2 separate regions of the Macaca fascicularis genome follow, and region 2 is linked to region 1. A link is a contact called in public Hi-C data. All regions are on one chromosome and are shown on one strand. Each heading gives the region's core, a stretch centred on a gene start, on an enhancer-like site or on the middle of the called end of the contact. The rest is flanking DNA. Distances are from core to core; before and after follow the strand shown.

Region 1 (3,089 bases), core at 411-2,910:
ACTTGACTCAAAAAGAGTAACACCATTTTAAAACAGCTGAATTCAAAAAAGCAACCTCAGGAGCCAATTCTGACAACTATTTCTCATAATTTTTACTTTTATTTCAAACAAAATATGAAAGATGCATACGGCAACATCCTCATAAAGCATATATGGACAGGTATTTGTAGTTCCGAACTATGGACAACCAAGAAACCAAATTGAAATTTTACAAAATTCTGTGGTATGACATTGCTGAACAAGCAATCAAGTACACAAAAGATGGTTATCAAAAGAGAAATAATCCATATTTCTCTCAAATCCTTAACATGCTCCATTGTGTCCAGTGACTGAGAAATTTAAAACTCTGTGCTGTAATGCCTCCCTGGAACAGAGGTGAGCTAAAGATGAAGTGTCAAGCTGGATTTCCATCTTACCTTGCTTTCCTCCAACAGGTTCAAAGACTTCATAACCTTTGATACAGACTTGATATTTTTTCAATAGGGAACCCATAAAACTATTTTCAAATAAAAACACTAAGCAATGCCACTAGACAATCTGTCTTTCTCTGATCTATCGCTGCTCTATCGCTGCTCTATCGCTACGCATTCAAATTAAAAATATCTTTTTGCTTCCCCTTTATTGAATAAAAGTTTAACTTTGAATTAGAAGAAAATGTACCCATCGTCCCTTTTACACTTTTTGCAGGTGATAGAATCTATCGGATCACATTGGTGGCTATCACTGCTCACTAAGCATCCTAAAGACAGAAAGCATGCCATTACCAAATGTTTTATAAGCGTTATAATGCCCCGATGGTGGAAGTCTGGCAATACCTAGATATACAGCAAGGCTGGTGAATAAGGAGTTGAGGGGCGGGGGAAGCGGGAGTGAGGGAGGGAGGAAAGGAGGGAGTCGCCACCTTAAATCCATGCCGGACCGGGAACCTGCAGCCCACAACCTGATCCCTACCCTCCCCAACAGTGGACCGTCCACCACATTTTTTCAGATCCTCCCCACCCAACCCAGCACAGCACTCACCCTTCTGCGAAGAAGTCGGCACCCGGTCCAGCTCCGAGACGGGTCGGGGTGGCAGCGAGGGAGGGGACGTCTGGGCTGTGGGCGGGGGGTGTCTGTGCGTCACTCGAGTACAGGACGGTGAGTTCGAGGGTTGGGAGCGCAGAGGAGCGGGGAAATCAAGTCACGGCCGAAAAGGGAGGAGGAGAAACGGAGGGGTGGGGTGATGGAGCGCCCCCTCCCTAAAATAAACCCACCGGCCCCTGCGATCCCTGCCCCACAGAGGGAAAACAAAATCAGGGGAAATAATAGACCGACCAATAAATCTCTAAAACGACGAGGAGCGAGGAACAGACTTTAATTTAAAGGGGGGAAAATTGAGCGAGGGCTGGAGGGGAGACAGAGGGAAGTGGCTCTGGGTCTATCCCATGCCTTTGCAGTCCCCAAGCAGAGGAGGAGGCTGGCTGAGGGGAAGTTGCAGCGGCTCCCGAGGAGGAGGAGGAGGAGAAGGAGGAGGAGGAGGATGTTACACCGTAACAAGTACAGACAGACAGCCATGGATCAGAGGGGCGCTGCAAGCAGGAGCAGGGGCGGCCGCGGCTGGGCGAGCGGCGGCGGGCGGCAGCACCGCCTGCTCGGCTCGCTCAAGACATTTAATTGGATTGATGGGTTGTGCAGTGACTCACAGACTTTACAGAGTCGTACAGCAATCCCCGCCCAGCTGGACAGGGGAGATGCGGCGGGGACGGGCGGGGTAAGGGGGCCGAGGGAGAGCTGGGCTGGGAGGCGGCGACGGGAGGCTGAGGCGCTGAGGGGGCGGGAGCGGAGCGGAGCTACCCAATGGTGAGGCCCGCTGTTCCGACGGGCGTGGGCCTCGACCTATGGCGGAGCGGCTCGTTAAGCGGCTGGCTGCACCCCTGGCCCAATGAGTCTTCTAAGGACACTGCCGCGAGCGGGGCGGGGGCAGTGGAGTGGGGGGTGGGGAGAGGTGGGTGGACGTTCAAGTGTGGGGTGGAGGAAAGGAGGAGGTGCCGGAGACCCGCGGAGTTACTCGGCCCTCCTCGCTCCAGAAGTGCGCCTTCTGCCAATCCGAGCGCCTCGCGGGAGTGATGGACTCGAGCGCGTGACCAATGGGGAGGAGAGGGCTTCCGCAGCCGGCCTGAGGGGAAGGAGCGGGCGGCCGGCCTCCCCCTCTCCGCCCGCGCCTCTCCGGGCCCGCCCTCCCCTCCCGCGCCGCTCGGGTCAGTCACGCAAATAACAGTGTGAGGGCCGGGGCCGCGCGGGGGGGGCGGGGGCCCGCTGCTGGCTGCGTGACAGCGATAGGGACTGGCTGTGCTGCCTACTTCGATCCGGCAGGAGGAGGCGGCGGCGGAGGCTGGCTCCTTACTCTGCGTGCAGACGGCTGCTGCTGCTGCTCAGCCTCTGCCTGGCGCTGCCGGGGAGCCCCTGCGGCCAAAGCCCACTCCCGAGGGACAGCCAGATTTGGAGTGAATCAGATCACGCAGTGCCCACTTTTGGAAACCGCTCCGGGGGAAGTCCGGCGGGGCTGTGCGCTGGGATCTGAGGAGGCTGGAAGCCGTAGGCGGGAGGCTTGGCCGTGACATTTGCCCCTTGCTTGCTTGCCTGTTTTCTGGGAAAGTCGGGGTAGGGTGTGGGCAGGTCGAAACAGCTCCTGCATATGTCCTGTTTCTTTACTGAATTTCTGGAAAAGGCACTTCTTAACCTGGTATGAGCGAAGCTGTAAATGCATGTCGATACCTCAGCTTCCTCCAACCCTCCCTCCCGCACTGCTCTTCCTCCCACTGGCTCACCTTGAACCCTGACGGCAGTGCTCCACAGCACCCACTACTAGATCTTCTCCTCCCTGCTGATTCCCAGGAGCTATGGCTTTTCTCAGTTTCTTGGCTACTGTCCAGCAATCATTTTACAGACCTTAACCCTTTCCACACCCTTGTACTTGAAAGTACTGTAACTGTAACCACCAATAAACCTGAATGGAGAAGTTCACTAAAGCAAATACACTGGCAAGAACCCACCTTCTTCCCCACAGGTGCATTTCTGCACGTTATTTGAGACTTAAAGACAATTGCTTC
Region 2 (3,089 bases), core at 298-2,797, 110 kb before region 1:
TGACAGACTTTTCTACTCAAGTGTCTGGAGAAAGGGAATGCATGCCACAAAAGGACTTTAAAAGGGGGTCAAAGTTGACAGCTTAGTTCTAAATTCTTAAGAGAGGAAATAATTGGGGAAGGTGTGACTGATCTTGTGACCAAAAAGGAATCAAAGCTTGAGTGGAGACACCTGGTCCTGCACCCCTGGGGCTTGTGCAGCTCGGCACCACCTTGACCCGGTGCGGGGATAGACGGGGAACCCAGGAAAGCATCGCCTTAGAAGCCCAACTGGTTTGTACCTTGTGCACCTTTTCAAGAGCTTTTTCCAATTTCCTTTTGGGAAACAGCAACAACTAGACATTCTGTATGCTCTCTTCTCAAGAGTGCAGCAGGCTTCACAATTAAGTGGTATGTTGTTTTAAAAGTCAGGTAACAAGGCAACACTGAACTCCCGTGTCTGCCGTGGTGTACCGGCGGCCAGTGGGGCGAGCTGGCCATGCTCTGCCGCTCACCTGGGTGGAGAGTGCAGCTGGGGCCTGCCTCGTGATGAGTCACCGGCCTGCACACGCGGGATCCTGCACGGCTCCACATGCATGCTATACTTCAACAGGAATGTTTTCAAAACGCTAGCTAACAGCTCTCAGGAAAAAGGCTCCTAATTCAAAGAGGAGCTTTAACGAGTCGTATCCCTAACCTCATCAGTTACACTGTCCCATATGGCTGCTGGTGTGACCACTGGTTGCTGACGAGTCCAGAGGTGCCAATGCTAACGCTAAAACAAGAAAGATGAGGCCTTTACCCCAATGCCAACGCTCAAAGTAGTGATCTGCCCTCATGCACCCACTTCTTTGTCAGAAAAAAGCTGAGAGAAGACGTGTGGCAATTGTCTTACAAGAAGGCTGGCAGCGGTTCTTCCCTTCCCCTGACATCCTGTGGCACCAAAGCCCACAGCCCTAAGTGGAAACACATTCATTCTGCTGGTGTCTTTTGGCGGTGGTGGTAGAAGGGGTGCCCCTGGTAAAATTAGCTGGGCATGTGGCAGACTTCTGAGCCGAAAAGAGGCTCGAAGTAGGGCCAGGATTGTTTTGAGACAACTTCTGAAACACAGAATATGCTGTTTCTCTTCTCCTCACTCCACAGGCTGGCCTTCCAATGCATTTAGGACCCTGCTTTTGAGGCATCCAAGTGGGAGAGCCTCTGTTCATGACAAAAGGGAACCTCCCACCAGCCTGAGGGTGGGACGCTGAGGACCCCAGTGCTCTGCCTCCAGGCTGCTGTCGTAGTGTGACACAGCAACTTCTGAGCCGGAAGGAGAAGCCCGATCCTAATTGGGGGAAGCTATTTGCTTAGACAACTTTCTACACTTAAAATATTACACCTTAAACAACACACTGGACTAAGAAATCTTGATCATGTCCAGGCTTTTAACACCCTCCTCCCCCAAGGAACAAGAAAACACAGCAGCGAAAACAAAGAGGCTGCCCTGAAAAGGTTGCAGTGGTGGATGATGCTGGCAGAATCAGAAAGGAAGCTAAGAGAAACAGGCACGTCCTCAGCCGGGGCTCGTGTGTCCTGACACTGCAGCAGGCACGGGATGTGGGCTGTCCCCTCCAGCACGGTGCGGGGGGGTGCTGGGGTATCCAAAGAGCAAAAGTAGACCTCGGACCCCAAAACAACTGCGTCTGGCCGAGGGGAGTGGGCAGAAACAGGGGCAAACGTTCCAACAGGGAGAGACCGTCTCTGGCTTATTTACAGACACCGTAAGGATGCCCAAAGACAAGAGGGAGTGTTAGTAACAGAACCCATGAAGTTCTATGGATCGGGATGCTTTAAAACAAAAACAAAAACAAAAACAAAACAACCAAAACTCATCCAGAATTTGAGGCCCCTGCAGTAACATCCATGCTAATTGGTAAGGAAGACAAGCCTCCCCTAACAAATCGGCAATGTAATTATAAAGCCAGTCACCAGTGCTCCAGCGATATTCTGAACCTGTAACCCGATACCACTGTTTGCTGCCGGCGCCTCCTCCGGGCTCTCCCGCTGCGCACCGGCCGCGCGGGGGCCCGCAGGGCAACGCAACTTAGGCTGTTTGTGCAAGATCAGACCCTGCATTTGACGAAGACCTGCAGGAGCAATCCTGGCTTTCTTGACAGTGGAGAAGAGGGCAGGGGGCGGGGAAGCCTGAGGATACACTGAAATTCGACCAGGAAGTCAAACCCTAAGTAAATTTAAGAAACAACTTTTACTGTTTGGGGTTGTTTTCTGAAGTTCAAATTTTTTAAATCCTAGTTTCTCCTCTCAGATTTTTACATGCTTCTATTAAATTGAAGACAATTTCCAATACTGGAGGTTTGTCAAATATAATCTTTTCTCCTAGTAAAATAATTTTTAAAAATGTTGACAACTGCATTTAGTAAGCAAAATATAGTCAAATTCTGGGAGAGAATGTTTCAAATAATTATTTCTTTAAATTACGGCCTTGTTAGTACACATCTGGAAAGAAAATGGGCTTTTTAGAATATAAATGTCAATGGTATAAAATGTTTCTAATATCCTGTGTCAGTGGTTCCTCTGCCAGCTGGGAATTTTAAGTTTTAATCCCAACTCTTATGAAGCTATGGACACCAATCACCTTCTTCCAAGGACAATGAGAATGCTGTCAATTGTTTTATTTTACCTAAGGATTCTGGCTAAAAGTATGGTACACTCGATTTAAAAAAAAAAAAATTAGAAAGAAAAAAGCTTTATTTGTTTTCTCAGTTTTAAGGAATTTTTTAAAAAATTTATAAAGAAAAAGGATTACTTGGGAATGGCACACTTAATTCAAGTAAAAGATTGAGTAGAATTATACAGTTTTTAACCTGAAGTTAACAAAAACATAATATGCTCTGATGCCTGGAATTTGCTTTAAAATACTCCAAAACAAACAAACAAACAAAAACCCCAAAACCTGGCCATGTAGATGAAACGAGATTTGACAAAATGTTGATACCTGCTGAGGCTGGCTGATAAGTACAAGGCAGTGCATTGTACTCTCGCTTTTACTTTTGAGTGTGTTTGGAATTTTCCATAATAAAAAGTTACAAACCACAACACGCCAATACA

The links. A called contact is a pair of places that touch in the nucleus more often than the background predicts.
Region 2: a Hi-C map of liver shows a contact between it and region 1, with 2.4 times the contacts expected there. The contact joins the enhancer-like site here to the promoter of SERTAD2 in region 1. A contact is called at or near these places in 2 of 2 Hi-C or Micro-C datasets (liver and skeletal muscle).

What each region holds. Positions count from the first base shown.
Region 1 is chr13:57,169,561-57,172,649 of T2T-MFA8v1.1, reverse strand. It overlaps SERTAD2 (SERTA domain containing 2), which reads right to left and starts at 1,660. Exons shown (of 2, transcript XM_005575742.4): 1 at 1,021-1,660. LOC123568373 (a long non-coding RNA gene) reads left to right here and starts at 2,153. Exons shown (of 3, transcript XR_006691678.3): 1 at 2,153-3,089.
Region 2 is chr13:57,280,314-57,283,402 of T2T-MFA8v1.1, reverse strand. The region is part of intron 1 of SERTAD2 (SERTA domain containing 2); the gene reads right to left. Among named protein-coding and RNA genes, the nearest start is that of SERTAD2, 110 kb to the right of the region's middle. Within about 2 kb of position 1,547, at least 3 of the 6 cell types and tissues checked have an H3K27ac peak or open chromatin away from gene starts, as enhancers often do.